6 separate regions of the Mus musculus genome follow, and all the other regions are linked to region 5. Evidence: chromatin contacts called from public promoter capture Hi-C data. All regions are on one chromosome and are shown on one strand. The core of a region is the stretch at or near the end of the contact, and the rest is flanking DNA. Distances in the headings are between cores, read along the strand shown. Region 1 holds the start of Rpl31 (ribosomal protein L31). Region 2 holds the start of Pdcl3 (phosducin-like 3). Region 3 holds the start of Chst10 (carbohydrate sulfotransferase 10). Region 4 holds the start of Cox5b (cytochrome c oxidase subunit 5B). Region 5 holds the start of Mrpl30 (mitochondrial ribosomal protein L30). Region 6 holds the start of Sema4c (sema domain, immunoglobulin domain (Ig), transmembrane domain (TM) and short cytoplasmic domain, (semaphorin) 4C).

What was found. Promoter capture Hi-C pulls out the DNA fragments that hold promoters and counts their contacts. Capture Hi-C pulls out chosen DNA fragments and counts their contacts.
Region 1: a promoter capture Hi-C map of liver shows a contact between it and region 5, with 2.5 times the contacts expected there. The contact joins the promoter of Rpl31 here to the promoter of Mrpl30 in region 5. A contact is called at or near these places in 5 of 39 promoter capture datasets (embryonic stem cells, hippocampal neurons, liver and 1 more), 1 of 115 datasets of contacts at active chromatin or transcription factors (pro-B cells) and 1 of 9 other capture datasets (liver).
Region 2: a promoter capture Hi-C map of liver shows a contact between it and region 5, with 4 times the contacts expected there. The contact joins the promoter of Pdcl3 here to the promoter of Mrpl30 in region 5. A contact is called at or near these places in 2 of 39 promoter capture datasets (liver and pre-B cells) and 1 of 484 Hi-C or Micro-C datasets (the G1E-ER4 cell line).
Region 3: a contact with region 5 is called in a promoter capture Hi-C map of hippocampal neurons, with 3 times the contacts expected there. The contact joins the promoter of Chst10 here to the promoter of Mrpl30 in region 5. A contact is called at or near these places in 3 of 39 promoter capture datasets (the 3T3-L1 cell line, embryonic stem cells and hippocampal neurons) and 1 of 115 datasets of contacts at active chromatin or transcription factors (large pre-B cells).
Region 4: a contact with region 5 is called in a promoter capture Hi-C map of liver, with 5 times the contacts expected there. The contact joins the promoter of Cox5b here to the promoter of Mrpl30 in region 5. A contact is called at or near these places in 4 of 39 promoter capture datasets (the 3T3-L1 cell line, hippocampal neurons and liver), 3 of 484 Hi-C or Micro-C datasets (CD4 T cells, muscle stem cells and neutrophils), 3 of 115 datasets of contacts at active chromatin or transcription factors (astrocytes, large pre-B cells and pancreatic cancer cells) and 2 of 9 other capture datasets (embryonic stem cells and liver).
Region 6: a promoter capture Hi-C map of liver shows a contact between it and region 5, with 5 times the contacts expected there. The contact joins the promoter of Sema4c here to the promoter of Mrpl30 in region 5. A contact is called at or near these places in 1 of 39 promoter capture datasets (cranial neural crest), 3 of 115 datasets of contacts at active chromatin or transcription factors (acute myeloid leukemia, embryonic hindbrain and pro-B cells) and 1 of 9 other capture datasets (liver).

What each region holds. Positions count from the first base shown.
Region 1 is chr1:39,366,185-39,369,974 of GRCm38.p6, reverse strand. Rpl31 (ribosomal protein L31) reads right to left here and starts at 2,124. Exons shown (of 4, transcript NM_001252218.1): 1 at 1,720-2,124. The coding sequence starts at 1,826.
Region 2 is chr1:38,986,559-38,990,129 of GRCm38.p6, reverse strand. Pdcl3 (phosducin-like 3) reads right to left here and starts at 2,316. Exons shown (of 6, transcript NM_026850.4): 1 at 2,281-2,316. The coding sequence starts at 2,286.
Region 3 is chr1:38,896,369-38,900,219 of GRCm38.p6, reverse strand. Chst10 (carbohydrate sulfotransferase 10) reads left to right here and starts at 2,060. Exons shown (of 7, transcript NM_145142.2): 1 at 2,060-2,330. It overlaps Gm51581, which reads right to left and starts at 3,610. Exons shown (of 3, transcript XM_030243909.1): 1 at 3,565-3,610; 2 at 2,587-2,818; 3 at 1,270-2,503. The coding sequence starts at 3,610. The coding sequence ends at 1,870.
Region 4 is chr1:36,689,514-36,693,355 of GRCm38.p6, reverse strand. Cox5b (cytochrome c oxidase subunit 5B) reads right to left here and starts at 1,869. Exons shown (of 4, transcript NM_009942.2): 1 at 1,667-1,869; 2 at 1,072-1,145; 3 at 806-905; 4 at 1-159. The coding sequence starts at 1,769. The coding sequence ends at 47.
Region 5 is chr1:37,887,807-37,891,895 of GRCm38.p6, reverse strand. It overlaps Mrpl30 (mitochondrial ribosomal protein L30), which reads right to left and starts at 1,419. Exons shown (of 6, transcript NM_027098.3): 1 at 1,312-1,419. Mitd1 (MIT, microtubule interacting and transport, domain containing 1) reads left to right here and starts at 1,485. Exons shown (of 7, transcript NM_026913.3): 1 at 1,485-1,736. The coding sequence starts at 1,586.
Region 6 is chr1:36,556,108-36,559,958 of GRCm38.p6, reverse strand. Sema4c (sema domain, immunoglobulin domain (Ig), transmembrane domain (TM) and short cytoplasmic domain, (semaphorin) 4C) reads left to right here and starts at 1,578. Exons shown (of 15, transcript NM_001126047.3): 1 at 1,578-1,943.

The DNA of each region.
Region 1 (3,790 bases), core at 875-3,374, 1.5 Mb before region 5:
AAATTATATATGTAAATGGCATGCCATCATGAAACGAAGAACCCTCTGGCCAAGCATGAAATGTCCAGCTACTAGCATCAGTACTTAAGATGTAGGGGTAAATTCCAAGCATCCTATAGTTCAAGATGTCCCGCTCACTTTCCCAGAGTATCAGTCACCAACCAGGCCTGCTCACAGCAATCCTGAATGATGGTCCTGATGATCCAGCGGTTAAAAATATCTGCTCTTGCAGATGACCTAGGTTTGATTCCAGCACCAATGTGGAGCATACAAGCATTCAGGCAAAACACTCATACAAAAGGAAGACAAAGTTCTGTGGAATTGAGGCAGGCACTCTCCTATGAATATAGCCAGGGTACATGATAGAGGGCTATTAAAAAACAAAAAACTTGAACCTTTCTAGAGCATGGTGCACGCACCAATGATCCCAACATGGAGGCTGGGTGGGAAGACCTCAAATCCAAAAACCAATCAACCAAAAAAGCCCAGGTCTGTTCAACACCCGTCAAGTCCACTCCAAGTGAGACAAAGAGCATCTGCTTTCTCTATTCTACCTACCCGCAGCCTGTCTCTAGTGCCCAGACAACCCACTTCACAGCTAGCTTGAAAAAAACTCACGCAAGCAACCAGTCAGGTGGTATCACTTACAAAGACCAGGAAAGAGATGGAGCACTGAGCAATCTCAATGTTATGGTTAGGGAATTGGAAAAAGTGGGGCTGCCGCAGTCAGTGAGTAGATCTCAGAGGGCAGACCTAGCACTGGGCTCAACTACTACCCGAATGAATGAGACAGGGAAAGCAAGGAGTGGAACAAAGCAGAGGCTTGGTTTACACCACAATGGGGACCAAGAAATTACCAAAGAATGAAGGAGGCTAGAGATTCTCACATAGGGCCTTATCAACAAAATACAAAAGGCCTGGGGGGGGGGTACGACTCGCTTCTACAATGCTCTATTCAAGGCTGCTTTTAAAGAGTACCTTTCACCTGAGAGCGACTCTTCCTTCCACATACTGGGCAACACCCACACCACCTTTAACTTGTGGCCTACTTTCACTTTGTCACAGGCCTAAATAGTGCTTCATAGTGCTTAATATGCCCAACCATAGAGGAAGGAACGTGGCCGACCACCAGCAGTATTCATACCGGGCAAAGACCTTGGGGCAACCCACTAGGTGCAGACACACATTTCAACCCGGCAAAATCTCTCCGAAAATACTAAACCATCAAGTCCAAGAACTCAAGCTCTAGGGCTGGAACGCAAATGCAGATAGGTCGTGTACAAATAAGGACCGCAATCACTCTCTGTAACCGCCACTTTACTACAACTTGCCCCGAATTTGCACAAATCTGTATAATCGGACGACGAAAAAAAAAATCGTATTTCGCACTTGAGGTAGTAACCGGCCACTTTCCTGCAGCGTACAAGTCACTGACTTTCCTTTTACACGTCCGGATTACCAGAACTCACGTTTTAGCACCACCAACCTTCCCCAAGTCTAACCGCTCCCTCAAACTCCATCACAGCCTCCAGTCTCCATTTCCTAGCCGGTTGCCGTGCAAGCCAAACCCCGCACACCTTCCACGTACACACAACCACACCGGAATAAACCCGCTTGCCCTCTAGAGCACCCAGTCTGTAAGCAAGGCTCGCGGGTGACAGCCCAGCCCGGCCGGAGCCCGAAGGGGGTCGCGGGCCACACCGCCCGCCCGGTACTCACACTCCATGGATGCGCTTGTGAATGTTGATGGTGTATTCTCGGGTCACCACCTCGTTGATGGCAGAACGGCCCTTCTTCTTCTCGCCACCCTTCTTTGCGGGAGCCATCTAGACGCAGGCGACAGGGAGGGAGGCTCTAAGCAGGTAGTGGGAAAGCCCAAGCCCGAGCTAAGGTGCACCCGTACCCCGCAGGCCGTCCTCCCACCGCCCCGGACCGCAGAGCCTCCGCGCGGCGCGGGACAAACCCCACCGAGCCTGCCCGTCCCGCGCCGGGCGCGGATGGCGCCGGATTTCAGAGCCGCGACCCCGCAGCCATACTCACTCTGCCGGGCCCAAGTAGGAAAGGAAGGGCGCGAGGGTTTGTGGGAGGGAAAGTCGCGTAGCCGTACAACTTCCGGGTCACGGGGAGGCGAGGAGGAAGAGGTGTGGCGAGGGAAGTTAGGAGTTAGGCTGGGGCGTAAATACAGCGCGCGTCAGGGGCGGAGCGAGCGGCATGGGGCGGACCCAGGGCGGGCCCAGGGCGGGGTCGATCTTGTCAGTCTTCTTGCAATCTGCCTTGAGCAGTGGAGGTGCGGGATGGGATTTAAATCCCAACCCGAACCCGGATTCGGAACGCCCGGCCGGGAGGGAAGATACTCCAGTTTTTCGGGTGCACTCGCTCACTCACTCTACGTTTGTTTAATCTATTAGATACTGTGCTTGGCGGAAGGTCCCCGGAATGACCGAGACGACAACAAAAGAATTTATTTTCCAAGTCGAAAATGCCCACGGAAATGCCAGGCACGTCCGTAGAAAATAGATCTCCGAATCTAAACATGTCCGAATAGCCTGTCTATTGGAGTTTCAGCAATGAGCAAGTTTCAGGATCTCACAGGCAAGAAGACAGGCAGGCAGAAACTCCACGATCTTACAAGGAACCTATGTCTCTGCCTCCTTTGGCTAAGGGATGCTGGGGCCTTTGGATTCCCCAAAGGTCAGACTTGGGGTGGACAGGCAACTGCTCTCTCTCTCTTAAGAAAATAGTGTCCACAGCCACGTGTGGTGGTGCACACCTGTGATCCCAGAACTTTGTGGGTTGAGTTAGGTGATCAGGAGTTCGAGATATCCTTGACTGTAGTGGGCTAAACACGCTTGACAATATCTGATGACTTCTCAGTGGGGCTAGGAGGAAAGGAGCAGACAGGCTCGGTTCTAGTTCTTAGAGAATCCAAACCAGAAGGGGTTCTATGGGAGTGCTGATTGGTACTGGGGTTGAGCTCAGAAAATTGCAACGCAATCTCCCAAGCAGAGCCACTCAAAAATAATTTAAAAGGAAGTCTGGAGCGATGCATTCAGGAGGCAGAGCAAGAGGATGCCAAATTAAGGACGGACTACACAGAGGCCAGTCTTGGCTACACAATGAGACTAGATCCAAGAGTAAGGGGAGGAGAGAGGGAAGGGGAGAGTAGAGACTGAGGGAGGGAGAGGGAGGAAGGGCTATAAAGAGAATATGAAAATGTGAATTTGGGATCTTTAGCAAGAAGACAGAGGAGCCCACTAGTCAGAGTGTGCTGACTTGAGCAAGAAATGATAATTAGTTATGGTTAATAAATAATGGTTAATTAGAAAAGCTGAGTTTATAAAAGGCTGTGAGTTCCTGACTTCATACTAAAAGTAAAACATGAATAATTTAAGGAGTCAATAAACTAGACATATCCGTCCACACATGATTAAGCTAAAAAATCAAAAAGGAAAAAAAATTCCCCTGCCTCATTTCTAATGAGCTTTTCTACAGAAAAGCAAGGCTATTTATCTCCATAATATGAAGTCCATCTGAGCACTAATAGCATTTCTCTAGATGACTCAGATTAGATTTTTTTCAGTATATTACTGGCTGACTTTGAGATCGTCAAGCTACAACATGAACAGAAATTAAAGCCATTTTATATCGCTAAATTTTTACTAGGACATTTTGGCAAGAGTGCAAAGTCATGACTAGGAACTGCTTCACTTCGCCAGGTGTGGTGGCACACACTTTTAATTCCACAGTGGGAGGCAGAGGCAGGTGGAGCTCTGTAAGTTGCAGAACAGCC
Region 2 (3,571 bases), core at 1,067-3,566, 1.1 Mb before region 5:
CGGCACAAGCTGCACACTGTTATGGAGACAAGCTGTGTCGTGTGCACTGAGCAACAGGCTGTTGGTCCACGGGGTTATATGGACCGAGTTTACAGAGGTGGATGCTCCAGAGAGGGCATTTAATTATATGAGGGTGGAATGGAGTCAGCAAGAGTGAAAGAGAAAAAGAAAACAGCAAGCTTTAACTTTAATTAAGTGTGATTAACAAGTTTACTTAGGAAATATTATGTTACACAGGAATAAGAAAACAAAATTAGAAACTGCCTCTGAATTGAGACAACAGAGCTAAAACTGAACTACAGATAGTGGGTAGTCTTATGAGAACTCGCCCCGAGCTACAATCATCTGAAGAACAAGATTCTCTTTTTTTAAGACTTATTTATTTATTTTATGTATGTAAGCACACTGTACTTGTCTTCAGACACACCAGAAGAGGGCATCAGATCCCATTACAGATGGTTGTGAGCCACCATGTGGTTGCTGGGAATTGAACACAGGACCTCTGGAAGAGCAGACAGTGCTCTTAACCGCTTAACCATCTCTCCAGTCCTAGGGCATTTTTCTTAATTGGTGATAGATGAGAGAGTTTGTCATTGTCAGAGTGACCACCGCTGGGCTGGTGGCCCTGGGGTCTATAAGAAAAACAGGCTGAGCAAGCCACAAGGAGCAAGCCAGTGAGCAGCACCCTTCCAGGGCTACTGCATCAGCTCCTGCCTCCAGGTTCCAGGTCTGCTGAGTTCCTGGCCTGACTTCCTTCAGTGATGGACTGTGATATAGAAGTGTGAGCCCAATTAACCCTTTCTTCCCTGGATGCTTTTGACGGGTGGCGGTAGTGACCCTAAGACCCTGGCTCCTGCTGCTGTCGACTGCTTATCCCTTCCTTTTTCTCAAAGGGGTGAACATCCACCAGTTCCCCTTCCTTGAGAAGTGACCGCCAACGATACAGCAAACACTGTCTTAACCAGAAACCTGCGCATTTCAGCTTCAGAAAAAACAAACAAACAAACAAAACCCCAAAACACCAGGAGACGACTGGCTAACCCTACATAAACCATGAAAGGTGTCTGCTTGAAGCTGGGCCTCTCTAAACAACAGGTCAGAGCTACGCAACGATACAGCAAACACTGTCTTAACCAGAAACCTGCGCATTTCAGCTTCAGAAAAAACAAACAAACAAACAAAACCCCAAAACACCAGGAGACGACTGGCTAACCCTACATAAACCATGAAAGGTGTCTGCTTGAAGCTGGGCCTCTCTAAACAACAGGTCAGAGCTACGCACTAATTAAAGAAGGTTTATCTGAGTCCTGAGAACTCTTCCCCAACGAGAGGAACCTGGAGACCAAAGGAAGTTACATTCCAGGCAGAGGGACCTGAAAATGCAAAAACGCTGTGACATGCTGACTGACCATCTGTCTGTCCTGAGAGCCTGCAGTAGACTTGGGGAAGAGGAAGACTGTGGCTAGACCCACAGACTTCCCTAAGCTTTAGAGTCTAAAGGATAAATCTGAGAATAGCAGACGCCTGGCCTGCTCCAGAGTCACTCCTGACGGCTAATGTTTAGTAAGCACAAAATACTAGGTATATCCCTTTACTTGAGCCTGTTCTTGCCTCCCAGGTGTAGGTGTGGCCGGCTTGCTGAATGTGTAGATGACCACCCCCTCCAGTCCCCAAGGTCTGTCTCTTAAGCCGGAGCCCACAACTACACGGTCCATCTACCCTCCATCCAGACTCTTCAGAATCCTTAAACACAGCCACATAGAAGGTTGGCGACAAAGTGGCTGACGCATACTTTTGCTCTTCTAAGGCTATTCCGATGCGGTTCTCTAACACACTTTCTTTGGGCTTTTGTCTAATTCCAGCTCAAAAAAGGAAAAAAAATTGCTAAGGAGTTCCACCTTTCTTCATATTAGAAATTAACAATAGTCGTGAGGCCTAGAGTTCAGATCTGGAAACCAGAAAGCACTCCCAACGGACCATCTAGAGTCAGCTCTAGATGGCAGGAGGGTCGGGGCCTTCATCAGGCCTGGAGGAGAACGAGCCCAAAGTCCGGTGCCTACCAAAGGACAGAGATTTGCGGGGCAGGACGCACCGGAGCAGGAGTGCCCAGCCCAGGAGGCCGGAGGGACCGCACCCGCCCTCTCGCAGTGCGCCTGCGCCGGGCCTCCCCGCAGTCCGCCGAGTTCTGTAACTAATCCATGTAGACCCGGCTCCGGGTCTGGCGCGAGCCCACCAAGCCAAACGACCGCAGACTTGGGGTCCCGAGCTCGCCACACTCACCTGCATCTTGCCTTCAGTCACTCAAACCAGCCCTCTGCCCCAGCCCCTCCGCTCCTCTCCGCGCACGCGCGGCACCGCCCCCTCCGGTCTTCTCCCCGCCCCCAGGCACGAAAAGGGCGGAGCCAAGGAGGAAGTGAAGACTGGAGTCTGCGCCTGGTCCTCAGGAACCCGGGCGAAGGCTGAGAGCGTTGGAATGACAGGCCGTGCCTCCGGTGGGTGGGACTATAGGGTGACGTCATTCGGGCCATGTCCAGGCGCTACCTTGTTAGGGAAAGTGGCTGGTTGTTTGGGGCTGACCCGAGGTAAGCATAGGTTCTGCGACTTCCCGGGCCGCCAATCGGAGCCTGTCGGAAGCAGAATTGCCTGACAGTGACCCGATGCTAGGATTAAAAGTGACCCGGGTCACCTGGAGGTCACACACCTTCTCTGTTGAATGGGATGAATTGCTTATTGGGTTTGTTTACTGAGCTCACTGGGTTTGTTTAGAGCATAGTCTAACCTCTGCGGTTACAGCATCAGATTTGAGAAACCGGTGGAGTGGGGAACGCCTGGGCTCCACGCCCCTTCACCCTCACAAAAGGAAAAGGCCACAGTGAGAATCATTTTCTCTGGTTAATACCAGACTCGTGTGACCCTGAGCAAAAGCACAGGCTCCAGGGCGATCCACAGCATTCGGAGCTGGAACTGAGAGCACGGGAGTTAAAAGGCCTTCCACAGCCCTGGACTACCTTGCTGCCTCTGCTCAAGCACACACCGTGGGTACACTTTGGAATTACCAAGGAGCTTTCAAAACTGCAGGTGTCTAGGTGTGGTAGTTCACATCTATAATTCCAATACTCAGGAGACCCAGCCAGGGCTAGAGAGTGAACCTCTGTCTATAAAAACAAACAAAAACTACAGTTACACTAAGGTGTTATTTCCAGACAACTTAAATCCCTGCAGCTGAGGACTCGGAACTGATAATTTCTGGGGAATAATCACTAATATAGAAAAAAAATTACACTATTCCCTGAAAAAAACAAGGAGCATGGATTTAATTTAACCCAACACATTCCAACCAGATTACAGACAGACCTTTTAAAGTGTTAATTAATTTGCCTAGTGTTGTGAATGAATTTTCCCAGTTTTCACTTCCAAAATCAGTTTGTGAGATAGTTTAACTTGAGGGACTTTGATCACAGGCTTCTCTCCACCGCACAGCAGTAAAGCAGGTGTGGTTTGCCCTTTCCTTGCTCCAGGTGGATCCACTGAAAGATGTATCCTGGTGTATTGGAAATAATGTTCCCAGTTG
Region 3 (3,851 bases), core at 811-3,310, 1.0 Mb before region 5:
CACCACAGACCACAGGACCTATCACGCTTCCTAGAGGACAGCCTCTCTCCTGTGAGAATATGGTGTGTAGTGGAGAACTGTCTACTGCTCTTGTTTTTAGAAGAATCTGTTAGCTAAACTATAGGACTCTTAACCCACAACAAGACAGTATGGAGATACAACTGTAGCAGGAACTGCAAGGCTGAGTGGACCATGGAGCTGAGTCATCTTATACCCAGCGGTGTCAGACAGAGGCTGTCTTTTAATGTCCTGACTCAAGTCAAACATGAGCTCAGGTCTCACTGGGATCTTTGAATGAGACAGAGCCTGCTTCTTGGTTCAGGCAGGCTTACCTCAAAGAATTAAGGACCTAGAGACTCAACAGCCACCCATGCCACTCAGAGCCAGTGGATCCCATTTAACATTGCAAAGAATGACCAGCAAGGACAGGACAGTAGAGAAAAGCTAGCAAATCTTTATTGAGGCAGACAGAGATGCAGAGAACTCACAAGGAATTTGCCAATGTGGCCTTGGCTGGATCCCCTTTTATACTCAGAAATTAAGCCTGATTGGGCAGAGCTGAGAGGCTCCTGTCTGTCTGAAGTGAATGGATGTGGAAGAGACTGGCTCAGGGTGGGGGGAAGGTAAGAGACAGGTCAAGGCTCAGGAAAAGCCTGATGGTAGGAGGCCAGCTGAGGAAGACCCACCAGAAGTTCTGGGGGAACAGAGGAGGGGTGGCAAGATGAGGGAGGGACTGAGGAGTCAGGAGGTGAGGTGGGCAAGGGCTGGCCAGCCATTGTCAGGACAAAAGTCAGTCATAATCTTCATAAATTGGGCCTTTTAAAAGTCACAGCTTCTGAGTGAAACGTACAGAAACTGGACTTCTGAATCACACAGAAGCTGTCTTCTCGGAGCCTGGCCCAGTACTCCTGGGCAGGAGAACAGCCTTGGAGATAATGGGGTCTACTCCCCATTCACTGTCTGTGTTGTGTTCCTGGGGAGGCTTCCTGTCTGCAGATGACTCCTTCTGACTGAGATAAGTTCACTGAGAAACCAACCCTGCCAGTTTGTAAAAGTTTTTCTCCAGACATTTCTTAACCAGTTCTCTCTCTCTCTCTCTCTCTCTCTCTCTCTCTCTCTCTCTGTGTGTGTGTGTGTGTGTGTGTGTGTGTGTGTGGAGAGAGAGAGAGAGAGAGAGAGAGAGAGAGAGAGAGAGAGACATTCTCTGTGTAGACCTGGTGGAAGTTGCTCTGTAGACCAGGCTGGACTAGAACTCAAGAATTTGCCTACCTCTGCCTCCCTATACTGGGATTAAAGTGAGCCACCATGCCCAGGTAACCAATCAGGGTTGTTAAGAAACTATGAATGGGGCTGGAGAGATGGCACAGCAGTTAAGAGGTGGTACCACCTTTGCAGAGGACCTGAGTTCAGTTCCTAGCACCCACACTGAGTAACTCACAATTCCCTCTTAAGTCTTGCTGGAAGGGATCCCACACTTTTCCTGACTCTGTGGGCCCTATATTCAAGTATACACACCCACACAGAGATGCAAACATAAAAATAATAAAAGTAATTTTAAAAAATCTATGGATAGAGGAAGGTGTGGTACCTAGCATTTACCATGCCCTGCATCCCTGAGGCTGAGAAAGGAGGATTGCCTCACGCTGGAGTCCAACCTGAGCTTCGGAGTGAGTTACAGGTAAGCCTGCACTCCATTGAGGCATGGTCTTTTAAAAAAGAAAAAACAAAATAAAACAGAATAGAAACAAATGCAAATAACTAAGGAAGAATAAAGATTTGTACTATACCAAAGCTCAAGCGATCTGACCTTTCCTCAGGTCAAAAAAAATTTTTTTTTTTAAAGAATGATTGTTGATCTACTTATGTGTTTCATTGTCGTTGACATTGTTGCGTTTTCCTAAGTTTTGGATTTCCTTTGCCTTCTCCAAGGTGTTTTCTGCGCGGTGCGGCTGGGTTGCTGCATCTGTACAATTTCTCCACAGGCCAATGGGGACCAGGAGGCCTGGGATGGTGGGTGCGCGGTGCGTCCTCCTGGCTTCCTGCAACGTGGACGCGCGCGCGCGTGCACAGCGGTGGCGGCGACGACGCGCAGGACCAGGCCCACACTCCCGGGCGGCAGTGGGCGGCGGTCTTGCACCCCGAAGCTCGCACGCGCCCGGCTTCCTCCTTCCGGCGTGGCTGCACCCCTGCACCCTGCAGGAGGGTAGGCGGGTAGCGGTGCGGAGGTCTGGGCAGAGCCCGCCTCCGGGGCTCCGGGGACGCCCACAGGCCCCGCGAGGCCCGAGCAGAGCGCCAGCGGCTGGGAGGAGCGCGAGCGCCGATGTACGAGGGTGAGCTGGGAACTCGGGGGTGGCGGGTCTCAATGAAGTGCTGTCCCCCACCCCTTTGCCGGGTAGACAGAAGGGTGGTGGACTCGGTTTTCCTCAGCGAGCTACCTCGGTGTGTGCTGTGGCGACTTAAAGACGTCCCTGGATGGAGAGATTCCTGGGAAGAGCCTTCATCACTTAATTATGCAACGAGGCGGCGTCCTTGTGCTGGATGCAGTGATGAATGGAATCGATGATACTTGAACCATCCATCGTCTACCTTTGCCACCCTGGGATGGAGACTTGCGTTTGTAAATGTGGGGTGGGGTGGAAAGAGGAGAATGTTTTCCCACTTGGGTCCCAGGAGCGTGCTGGGAAGGAGGACTGGAGGGAGGAACCTGTGCAGCCTTTGCGAAGGAGCGCACGGTTGAGCGCGGCTCCCGGGGCGCTAGGGGAAGGAGTTCTGCCTGCGAGCAGGTCCTGCTTGCTGGCCCATACCTTCACCAAGAGGTCTGTCAGAAGTTGGAGGTCTAGGCATCAATTACTGCACTTTCTGGCTGGAAAGATGAAACAGGTTTTCCAAAAGCTGGTGCTTTTTCGTTCTCCAAGTCTATTCAAGGCAGGAAAGGGCAGGGCAGTGAATACAAAGTAGCTCAGCCAGGCAGGTTCTGGTTAGCCACAAGGAGTTGGGTTTTTGCGCTGGTCTATTGGAACTGCCAGAGCAGGATATGTCTTGAGACATTCTTAAAGTGAGACAGCTCAGCTTCGTTCCCGCTTGCTGATCACTAGCCACGACTTCATCTTTTCTAAGTGACTGGGTTAAAAAGAAAAGACACAAAGAGAGAAATGACTTTCTACCTTCAGTGGTCCCCAGGATAATTAGGACATAGTTTATCTTAAAGCAGAATTGGAGTTTCAAGATGAAAAGAAAAATCTTCACATGTTTGCTCTTGACCCTCAAGAACAGAAGAAATTCCCAAGAAAGCCGCCCCCTCCCGGAAAGGAAAATAGAGTTTTGTTTGTTTGTTTGTTTGTTTTGTTTTTGCAAAGTTGAACAAAGAGCATCAGAAAACACTTGCAAGTATTCTGTGCCACTTGCAGTAATATTTGGGTCCGTTTTGAAGAATTAGGAGAGAGCCAGGAGTACGGTGGGGAGAGAGGACTGACTATATAAGACCCTGAACTTGAGATCTTCTGAACCAGACAGTTTTCTCATCACACAGTCTGGAATTGCTTAAGCTATGTGAGGCGAACTTACCATTAATTTTAATACTGAGGTTTTCCTGTTTTAGAATAAAGGCCATTGTTTGTTTATTGTGCCAACAGCCCTACCTATGATTTCTCTAATGCCACCAGGTTGACGTTTATTCCATTATTCATTTATCAAGTGACGTTTGTCTAGAATCTGCCAGATGCTAAGGCTTGACAGAACCCAGAGTGTATCTGTCATTGGAATAACTCATGGTTCTGTATAAAAAATTATTTACCCAACATTTAGCAAATAAAACAGTGGAATTGGATTATTCATGATAAAATATATTTCAT
Region 4 (3,842 bases), core at 620-3,119, 1.2 Mb after region 5:
TTAGAGAGAAGTTTTTCTTTACATTCTGAAAAGATAACACAGGGGCTCAGTGGGCCATTTGGTGGGGCACCAGCTTGTAATGGGTTCCACAGTTGGGGCATCGCTGACTCTCGCCTTTGTGCAGCCAAAACCAGATGACAGTACAGTTGTCCTCTTCACCTGAAAGGGAAAGACGGTTGACAGTCATCCAGCGTCCATGTACAGAGGGAGGCTTTCAGCATTCACCTCTTTCCTACAGACACTTCGGACACAGCAACAAAACTGCCACTGACTAGGAGACCACTTCACGCTCCGCTCCTTCAAATGAAAAAGCGGGGATGCATTTACCTGTGAGTAAGATAACCTTGTATGGGGTCACTGTAGGTTCTAACAATTCCAGTCCCTATGCAAAATTCCAAAACAGGATCTGTACTCATGTGTATCCCTAGTGCTTGAAACAAACAGTACCTGGCATATGTATGTACATACGTGTGTGTGTGTGTGTAAATAATCTGGGCTGGAAAGATAGTTCAGCAATTAAAAGCATGGACTGCTCTTCCAGAGGACCTGAGTTCAATTCCCAGTAGCCACAGCAAAGTGGCTCACAGCCTTGCTTGTAACTACAGCTCCAGGGTCATCTGCCTTCTGTGACTTCTCATGCATACTGAGACTTAAGACAGTCAACAACCCTTACAACAATGTATACACATATTTACATTTTTACACACATACAGTCCATCATACACACATATCTGAAGCAATTTATAGACATTCTGTGAGGCAGGTTATAAACAAATGGGCCAGAAAATAAAAACAAAGTGCTTACAGATGCAGCCCACTATTCTCTTGTTGCTGATGGACGGGACTAGATTAGGGTCTTCCTTGGTGCCTGAAGCTGCCTTTGGAGGTAGCATATTGTATGGGTCCTGAAAGAGACAAGAGTTGACTATTTATGACAGATAACGCCTGCCACTGCACTGCAAAAGGGCCGTTCCTACAAGCTGGGTTGTCAGGACCAGACGCTGGCTGACAGGAACTCCTCTAATCCCATCCAAGCCCCAGGGCTCCAGAGGACACAGCATTTCTCCTTACCAGTCCCTTCTGTGCTGCTATCATGATCTCCCTCTCCAGCCCAGTAGCCTGCTCCTCATCAGTGGGGACACCACCTAGAAGAAGAAAAATGAGCTACGGCAATTGATATGACCACGATGGATACACGATAAAAAGATCAACACGGGAAAGGTGACGTTATCCGCTTCTTTGGTGGGTTCCCAAGCTACCCATTCCCACAGTCCCCTAAGCCCACTGAGGCATGACTCCCAAGCCATACCGTTTTTCCCTTCCCACCGCGGAAGCTTGGTTGTCGACTTTCCCTACAATCAAGTCATGAGAGTATACTGGCTGGTGGCGGGCAAGGGATTTGAATGTTGGTCCAGCGCTTTTTCAGCCCTCCAAGTCCTTGTGTTCCAAGGTCACCCGGCACCTTCCAGTGAGGGCACTTTGAAAGCGGGTTCGATCGGGTGGGCGGCCGAAATTACAGCAAGACCGGACAGAGCGCCGGCTCCCGGAGCCTAAGGTGGTCAGCAGGGCTCGAGAGAACGCTAATGGCCGACCCCGCTCGACCGCCCATCACCAACCACGCCGGAGGCCATGGACACCGGCCTGTCCCGCCCAGCTGGTCACGTACCTCCAGAAGCCATGGAGCGGGTCACGGCCGCGCCACGGGGGCCGTGGGCCCTCAGGGCCTGCGCCGCCAAAGCGCCCACTCCGCGAAGTAACCTTGAAGCCATCTCGCCCGAGACAAGCAGATGCACTTCCGGGAACAGGCTGAGCAAGATGGGCGGGACTTCCGTTGGTGGGAGTCTAACAACGCCCGGTCAGTCTTCCGCTTCCTGCCCCGACCAGCCGAAGCAGCGCTAAAAGTAGACGCCGCACATGCGCAGTTCTGCCTCTTCGTGGGCCGCGCAGACTCCCGCCGCCTCCGGGGCGTGGCGTCAGTCACCCTGACAGCTAGCGGCTTTCGGGTTCATGACCTGTCCGCTTGAGTGTTCGCGCCCAGTGTCCCAGCCACATAGTAGTTCTTGTAGTGGAGGTGCTGTGGAAGCCGAAGTTCCCGCAGTCAAGGGCTTCCACCACGAATCATACAACCTTGGGCGTGAGCTCAGGAAGCCTGTTGTGTTTGTTATGCCTGTTAGCCACGGGTTCGAGACTGCAGACAGCTTTAGTTGTTACCAAATTGTTGCAATGGCCCACTCCGTCAGAAATTGACAGTACACCCCCCCACACACACAGTCTTAGCCTCAATTCCCTCCTCCACTCTGTTTTGTTTTGTTTTTTAAGCACGGTATCACTATGTAGCCTGGCTGACCTTTAACTCCCTATGTAGATCAGGGTGGTCTAAAGCTCACAGAGATCTGGTTACCTCTGCTGGGATTAAAGCTGTTGCACCGTCCTCAGTTTTCCTCCTATAGTAATGTTATGGGAGGTGATGGTGTTGGCCCCAGGGACAAGGATGAGGGGGGTGCGGGGGGTGCGGTGCAGAAGGGCTTTGGAGGCATAGATGTAGGATACCTCCTGATGGCCACTCCACCACGATGAGGATACTAGGAGGAGGAGGGACAGAAAGAAAGTTAATAATGCAACTGGAAATGACAATAGGCACCGTGGCCAGAAGTCTCTAATTTAGACAGAAAACGTCCTCCATTGCTCAGTGTTGCACACAGGTAAAGCCTGACAACTCACGGCAGAGCGTTCACTAGATTTCCAAACACTGGCTTCTTCGATTTATTCTCGTTGTGGAACATTCCTGAAACACTATGGCTGCATACAGTATCTATGCTTCCCTAATTGCGTCCCAGTGATGAAATCTTAAGTACCTTGCAGAGGCCTGACATAATAATATCAAATGACTTTTAGTAAATCCTGCCGCTTGGACCAAAAATATAGTTTATAGAGCTTGTGACTACAAAAGGTCAAGTTGAGGAAAACTACAAAGGACTAAATTCCTGGGTGTTGTCACCTACCCCTTGTAGGTTATTTTCAAAAGGGTCTGGTGGAACATTCCTTCAGAGGAACTAACCTGGTCTTCATGGCTGCCCTCAACCAAGAAAAAAAAATAGCCTATAATGAGGCACCAAATTTCTTGACTGTGAAGATGGGCTTACACTTTGCATAGTTTTCATTTTTACTTCCTTGTCTCCACTACAATCATCTGGATTAATTCCTAATTCAAGGCATCTTTCCTCCAATGAACCCATTATTGATTTGTGTCCACATTAAGAGGGAAAACCCCAGTCAGCCCCATCAGCCAGCTCCACCATCTTTCCTCCTTTAGAGAACACTCAGGAAAACCAAGACTAGATGTCTTTGTTAGGGTGAAGAGACACTGTGACCACGGCAACACTTATGAAGGAAAACATTTAATTGGGGCTGGTTTACAATTCAGAGGTTTAGCCCGTTATCATCATGGAGGGAAGCAGGGCAGCATCCAGGCAGACATGGTGCTGGAGGAGATGCTGAGAGTTCTACCTCAGGATCCACAGGCAGAAGGAAGTGAGAGACGCTGGGTCTGGCTTGGGCTTTTGAACCCTCAAAGCCCACCTGCAGAGACACACTTCTGCCAACAAGGCCATAGTTCTTAATCTCTGTCAAGTAATGCCACTCCCTAATGACGAAGCCTTCAAATATATGAGACCATGGAGGCCATTCTTAGTCAATGTGCATCAAAAGCACATTGTAAAAAAAAAATCATATAACACAAACAACACAAGCTGGCAATTTGGCATTTATTCTTTCTGTCCCCGACCCACACTAAGCCAGATTTTTCTCAGCCTCAGCACAATTAATATTTTGAGCCTGGAGAT
Region 5 (4,089 bases), core at 170-2,669:
AGGACTTTATATTTTGGTTTGGATCTGCTCAAGTCATAGATGTGTCTCTCAAAGCAGCTTCGGCACTCAAGATTCTCTGCTGAAGTTTAATTTCAGATATAAGCAGGCAGCACCATCAAAACTGCTTTTTGTTGTTGTTGTTTTTCCTTTTGGTGAGGGAAGGTACTGGGGATTGAACCCATAGCCTTGCATACAGAATATAAGTGCTCTGAGCTGCAACTCATTTCAATACAGTAGGCATTATTCTTATGTGCGTAGCTTTTGGACCTTGAAGCAATTATACTGCCATCTACTGTACAACAACTTTCCTCTGTACTGTTGCAAATACCAGAAAAATGGGGCTGGAGACATGGCTCAGCAGTTATGAGCACTGGCTGCTCTTCCAGAGGTCCCACATTTAATTCCCGGTGACCACCTGGAAGCTTACAAATGTTTTTTTAACTCTATCTAGTTCCAGGGGATCTGACTATCTTCTGGCCTCCATGGGCACTACACGCACATGGTGTAGATATGACAGGCAAAACACCCATACACATAAAAATAAACTGAAAAATACCATTTATCACATGGGATATATAACCTATTTCTATTTTCTAATATGTTAATATATGAGTATACACAGAAAAACAAAAGGCTGCCAAAACCATTTTTCCTCTCCCTCACCCCGAAAGGTTTGCTGGAGTTTTGTTGTTGTTTTGCTTTTTTACAATGGTTATGCACGTAAACAGCTCTTTACCCCTAAACTACAACACCAGCTCGTAAGTGGTTCTTTAATTAATTTCTCTTTCTAAAGGGTCAAGGTATATATCTATAACGAGGAGTGAACATTCCTGAAAATACAGAACACTGAATTTCCCGTGCAATCAACCGCGTTCTCTGAAATCAACAAATGTCTCTCTTCTTCGAATTCCCAGGACGTAAAGGTAGTAGGCAGCCGTCATAACGGCCTCTCAGCCACCAAAAGCAGCTGCTTTAACAAGTGACAATCACAGGGGCCTGCAAAATCACTGTCTTTAATAAACAGCAACTCCAAAAACTCAGCACTCTAAAATCGCAACATCTTAAAATTAAGCAAGTTTTGCCTTCTTAAAAAAAAATAATAAATTTCACTGACGCTTGGATGGCTCGGACCTAGATCTACACGAGTGAGACTCTCAGAGACACGCGCGTCGCAGCACGACTCGAATAAAGTGACAACCTGGCTGCTTTCAGAAGATCAAGAAATAGGTCTGCGGGACCTCCAACTCGAAACAGAAAGAAAGTCATTTCGTAACTGCAGAGAGAGCCTCTAGCTCCCACGACCGCACTCACCGGCGACCGCTGTGTCCACTCCGAACGTCCCCGCAGCCGGAAGGAGAGGAACAGAGGCAGGTGGACCCAGTGCAACATTCAAACCACGCCGTTGCCGTCACAGACCGTACGGTTCTTTGGTTCCGGGAAAGGTTTTTTTTTTTTTTTGTCCCGGCCCATTCACAACGCGCCATAGAAGACAGCGCAGGCGCAGCGGCGTCACGCGTGCGCTTCCTGGAAGCGCAGTGGGTCAGCTCTTGGAATTTGCTGGCGGTGCCCAGGAGTTGTCACAGTGATGGCTAAGTCCAGCCTGGGACAGGATTCCGATAGCACTGCGGCGGTGGCGGTACTAAAGCGGGCAGTAGAGCTGGATGCAGAGTCCCGGTACCAGCAGGCTCTGGTGTGTTACCAGGAGGGGATTGACATGCTCTTGCAGGTTCTGAAAGGTGAGCGAGTTTCGGTTTCCGCTCTGTCTGGGACTGAGCGGAAACTTAAGAAAACGAAACTTACTAACTACCAGGAAGCATTCAAATTCAGGAGTTATATTCTGATAATCTGCAGGACAACGGAGGTGGTGGCCTTTGCAATAGACCGATGTTATCGCTAAGGACCATAAGAGGCATAACCAAATATAATCTATAAGGCTTGATAGGTCTTGCGTTTGAATCAATTTTATTCTTCGTTGTTGTCAGTTTGTGACATGATTTTTCTCCTTCCTCTGGCTCACCTTCCTGCCCTCACCCCAACTATGATCCATTGAGTTTCACTAGGGTGGAAGTTTGTTTACAGAGCTATGTGCACGTTACCAGCGACTACAGCACTGACTAAATTGTCTCTCCCTCCTCCATCAATGATTATATATTCATTCTCAAGATGGGGGTGCATTCCACGGCCATTTATTCTATGTGCACCAACCAGTTGTCAGTCTCTGCAGTCACTACCCGGTACTGGTGGAAGAGGCTTCTCTGACCATGTGGACTACAGCACTGCTCTATGGGCATAAACATAATGAGGTAGAGGGCAGTTTGGCAGATACATCATGTTGATTTAATAAAACTACAGCAGTAGTAGTACGGCCCCTAGGGCCTAGGACCGCCACAGTCTTGATTTTTAGTTAGGTATAAAGTACCAGATGAGAGTCCCTCTTGTCAAGCAGACTTCACATCCAATCAGAAAGCAGTTGGGTACCACATTTACCACGATTGCGCCAATGGGCTCATCTTTCCCAGATGGTTGGTTTTAACAGAGGGAGTGGCTGAGTAAGACATTTCTCCCCCAGCAGCTTGAGTAGCACCATCCAACACCGTGGTACTATCCAACAAGGAGGACGCTTTCAACCAGCTCCAGTTTGTTCTCGACCTGTGGTCAAGGCATGTGGCATCTTTAGCAATAGGGTCTTATGAATGAGTTTTGATGGACATCCAAAAGCAGGGGCAATCCTGTATTGTTTGGGGGGAACTCACAGCCCACTCTCAGCACTGGGGTGTATCTATCTATCTATCTATCTATCTATTTATTTTTCCTATTTATTTGTTTAGTAAGTTGTGTTTCTGGGAGCAGCTTTATCTATCCACAGAGAATACCTCCACTTAAAAATTTTTTTTTCTCTCTCTCTCTCTCTCTCTCTTTTTTTTTTTTAGCTTGCTGTCCTAGTTAGGGTTTCTGTTGCTGGGATGAAACACCATGACCAAAAGTAAGCTGGGGAGGAAAGGGCTTATTTACTTCCACATTGTAGTACATCATTGAAGGAAGTCAGGACAGGAACTCAAACAGGGAAGAAACCTGGAGGCAGGAGCTGATGCAGAGGCCATGGAGGAGTGCTGCTTGCAGGCTGGCTTGTTCATCATGGCTTGCTCAGCCTGCTCTCTTATAGAACCCAGGACCACCAGCCAGGGGGTGGCTCCATTCACAATGGGCTAGGCCCTTCTCCATCAATCACCAATAAAGAAAATACCCTACAAGCTTGCCAGAGGCCAAACCTATGGAGGCACCCCTCCTCAGAGTTTCTCTGTGTAGCCGTAGCTATCCAAACTCTCTCTGTAGACCAGGCTAACCTTGAACTCATAGATCTGTCTCCTAAGTGCTGAGATTAAAAAGACATGTGTCATAACGCTCAGCTAGGCATTTTCTTAATTGAGGTCCCCTCCTCCTCTCAGATGACTTAGGCTTATGTGAAGTTGACATAAAACTATCCAGCACTTACCAAGTATCAGTACTGTCAGTGTTAGCTAGTGCTCTCCTCCCCAGGCATGGCAGCTAGTTTTATGTCAAGTTGACCCAAGCTAGATTTACCTGAAAGGTGGGAAACTCAATTGAGAAAATGCCCCCGTAAGGTCTATGATTAGCAAAAAAAAAAAAAAAAAAAGGAAGGCCACAGTGTATATCTCTGGAGGTGAGAGAACAATTTGGCAGAGTCACTTCTCATTGTCATTTATGTCTCAGGGATGGAATTCAGGATTTCAGAGTTAGTGGCAAGCACCTTAACCTGGTCTTAGTTAGGGTTTTACTGCTGCAAACAGACACCATGACGAAGGCAGCTCTTATAAAGGACAACATTTAATTGGGGCTGGCTTATAGGTTCAGAGGTTCAGTTTATTATAATCAAGGTGGGAGCAGGGCAGCATCCAGGCAGGCATGGTATTGGAGGATCTGAGAGTTCTACATCTTCATCTGAAGGCTACTAGTGGAAGACTGACTTCCAGACAGCTAGGACTAGGGTATTAAAGCCCACTCCCACAGTGACATACCCACTCCAACAAGGTCACGCCTACCCCAACAAGGGCACACCTCCAAATAGTG
Region 6 (3,851 bases), core at 329-2,828, 1.3 Mb after region 5:
CACTGGGGCCACCTTGGAGGTAGAGCCAGGGAGCTCAGATCACTACCAGGCAGCCCTCATTTCTAGGGGCAAGGCTTACAGGTGAGAAGGAAACACAGCAGGAAGTGGAGGTTAGCCTCATGGTTGCTGACTGCTGAAAGGATGGAGCTTCTGGGCTCACAGTTTTCCTACCTCTCCCTTCCCAAGCAGGTGGGATGGACCATATAGACTGCGTCCAGCGCCAGGATCTCACTAAAAATGTCACCTTGCTCTTTGTGTGGATTTGAGCCCTTTTTTTGTTTGTTTGTTTGTATCTTGCTTAATCTCTTATTCAGTGAGAGAAACAGTAGCTGGCTTGGAAGTCCTGTTTCAGCCTCCTGGAGCTGAGGAGTCTTAGCTTTTAGCGAATCCTGAGCTTGGAGTGGGGCTTGCCCTTAGTAGATGAACAGGAGCCTGGTCAAGAGGAGTGTGCATGGCTCCCTCCCTGGCCAGCTTCCATAGGACACCCTCCCTGCCCACCCCTGGCAATAGCTGGCCTGCCTCCTATCTCTGAGGTCACAGCTTTGTTTCCTAATGGAAAGGAGCTGGGAAACGTGGCTCTGGCCAGCGAGGGAGAAGGGGCCCTTCTGTGTCCCAGTAAAGACCCAATTGTTACTGAAACCAAACTGGGCTGCCATTCTCGATTACTCCCATTGCTCTTCTGCTCTTCACTTCTCAGGTGCCACGTTTTAGCCCAGAACAAAAGCTGCTGTCGGACTGATTTATACTCCAGATTTTACTTATGGGGTCTGAAGTGTTTTTTCCCCTCCGGGACTGCCCCCTGGGGCTCAAAGTTACCACAGAAACCTCCAGGCCTCCTTCCCTTCGTCCCTGTCCTTTGATTCTGGTTAGGGGTGGTCTCCAGGTACCGCTGGGGCAGTTTCCCCGAGGTTTCTCAGTCCACCTGCCCACTGGAGGACCAGCTGGCTGGAAGGATTTGCCAGCCAGCACCGTCCAGGAGGCCACAGCTACAAGTTACTTCTAGGAGCGCCTGTGGGCGGAGGCTGGCAGTTCTGAAGGTGGTGGTGGTTCGCTGCGTGGCTCCCTCCAGCCTCTTTCATCTGAACCGTGGCGCGCTCGTGCCTCTAGTTAATCAGCCTTCCAAGCCACACCAAGAGTCATTTCCCGGGGGTAGGCTCTGCTGGAGCCTGGAAACTAGGAGCTGCCTGCAGTCTTGGGGTCTCCTCTGCCTGTGAGCTGCTCCTTCCAGTCCAAGGGTTAGGGCCAGAAAGGAGGACAACTTTGGAGTCAAAAGACTGACCACTGTGGTTAGCACCTGAGAGAACCTTCAGTTTCTTCTCTTGCTACGCCACCCCCTTCGGGTACAAGTCCCAAAATGGTTTGCCAGTTTTCGTTCCCGTAACTGGAGCGTGGGGAAGCCCCTCAACCCTTCCAGAGAGCCCATCCCGCCTCAGGACTTGAAGGCACACTTCACCAGGTGAGTGCAGTTCGTGCAGTTCCCGGTGGCAACGCCTGGAGTCCCTCCCCGCCCCCCACCCCGCCCCCTCCCCGCCTCCGGCCGCTGTGGCGCAGACCTTGACTCACGAGCTGCAAGAGTCGTAAAGGGTCCCCAAGCCTCAGTGCCGGGTAAGCAAGGCAGCGGGTCGCAGCCCCCTCCTGGGCGGGCCTTCGCGTCCCGCCCCCGGCCACCACTCGACACCCTCTGCCTGACGTCAAGGGGTTGGGGGCGGAGAGCGGCGGTGGCGGCGGCTGCAGCGGAGAAAGAACCGGCGCCCGGCGCGGTGGAGCGCCGAATCCGAGCTCAGGGGCGCCGAGAGCCGTGCTGAGACCGAGGGGCGGTGGCACGGGACAGCCTTAGCGTGCTGGCGGGCGGGCGCAGTCTGGAGCGGCGCGGGGGCAGGGGAGGACGGTGGCCGGAGTCAAACGCGAGGGCAGCGCCCAGGGATTGGAGCTGCACGAAAGAGGTGAGTGAGGCCGGAGCGGTGGGGCCCCGGGGCCGCTGCTTTGTCCCCTTGCTTGGGTAGGGGCTAGCGCGCGCGCTAGAGGACAGCGTCTAGGGGTGCAGGGCGGGGCGACAGCAAAGACAGCTGTCCGATCCGGGTCCCTCTTGAGTCCGCCGCGGGCTGCCCAGTGGCGATCGGCATCAAGGCAAGCAGTGCCTGCAGCTCCACTGGCCGGAGCAGCGGGAGCCTGGGGGTACGGACAGCGCTAGGGGCAGTGGGGGACCCTTGGGCTGTCCAGCGCGCGGTCCGAATCTTTGCCAGGCTCGCGAACTGCTCGGGTTCCCCCCACCTCGACGGAAAGTTAGGGGCGGGCTTGGACCGTGGCCGATGTTGTGGGATCGGATTTCCCTAGCGCGGCCCCCCGCCCTCCCGTTCTGCTCCGGAGGCGGGCTGGCACTGAGAACCAGCCCCCTAGCCAAAGCTCCGCCGCCCGGTCCCTCTCTGGAGCGCCGCAATCCACGACCGGGTGTGCAAGTGTGGGGTGCAAATCCTGGTCCTGCACCCCTCCATCCCCTTGGCTGTCCGTGTCCCTTGCTTCGGGAAGAGCTTGGGGGTTGGGTCACCGCTACGCCTGCAGATTCTCGGAGCGCACCACCGGGTTTTGACCCCAGCCTAGGGTAATTGGCAGAGAGGAAACTGAGGGTGTGTCAGGGGGGACTGCTCCGGGGAAGGCAGCCCCAGCCCCCCGCCCTTCCCGCGCGGAGGTTCTTGGCCGACAGGGGGCGTCCGCAAGCCCGGCTTTGCCACGCTCCCAGCGCTGCCGCTTTGTTTGCATTCAAATCCCCGGAGCTGGGGGAGGGGAGAGTCCACAGTAGGGAGACCGAGACCGGGTCTTGGCTAGGAACCTTTGTTTTGGGGTGCAATCCTCAGATTCTGCATCTCTGTTCCCAGCCCCTAGCGTCTAGATTAGTGGAGATCCGTTCCGTTTGCCTACTGCCTAGTGCATGGTCCCCGAGGTGCAATCCCGGAGTTAAGAACGTTCGTCAGAGCCGGGGAGGAGGGGACGCAGCCCTTGACGATCATTTGTGGGCATCCCCTGTTGTCCAGGAGAACCCCGCTTCGGCCTCCCCAACCCATTTCACTTCCCTCCACGATCCCGCTCTCGCGGAGGCGAGGAGATTCCCAGACAGAAGCCTGGAACTGACTCGTGGCCCGGTCGCCTCTCTGCGGGAGGGTCAGTGTCTTGTAGAAGGCTGTTGGAGAAACAGGACTGGTCCTGGTCATTTCCACGCCCATCCCACCCACTTCCTGCCTCCCTCTTGGGCAACAAAGGGGCCTCGGAAGCTGGGCCCATTTGGTTCCCGGCCCCACTCCTACTCCAGCCCTGCTGATGTGGAACCGGGTTTGGGCTCTGCCCGGCTATTGTCTGCGCTGGGGGAGGGGACGGGCTGGGGCCGGGAACTCTACACGCTGCCTGCTTCACCAAGTCCCCCACTGAAGCTCTTTGCCCAACCGGCTGCCTGCGGCTGCTGAATAAGGGGTATATCTCCCCGAATTAGGTCTTGGGGCTGGCCTGGGTCCCACTGGTAGCAAGCCCTGTTTTTTATGGTTATTGTAAGAAACTCTGAAACCTTTAAGGCCAGAAGGAGCCAATGAGGGGGAGTCCCTCTTTTATTTTTTTCCACACAACTCCCTGTTGAAGGGAGGGAGTAGGGATGGCCTGGAGGCCACAGGCGGCTTTTGATGACTGCCCACGCCTAGTGCTTGCTGACTAAGTTCCTCTCCTTGCTCTTCTGGGAGACCCCCAGGGCTCTTGTGGGCAGAGGCCAGTTGCAGGATCAGGAGGAGATGTAAAGGCTCTGGGGGAGGTTTGTTCCAGTGTGCGTCCTGTGTTGCTTGTCTCTTGGTGCGGGCCCCCTTCCGGTCTGT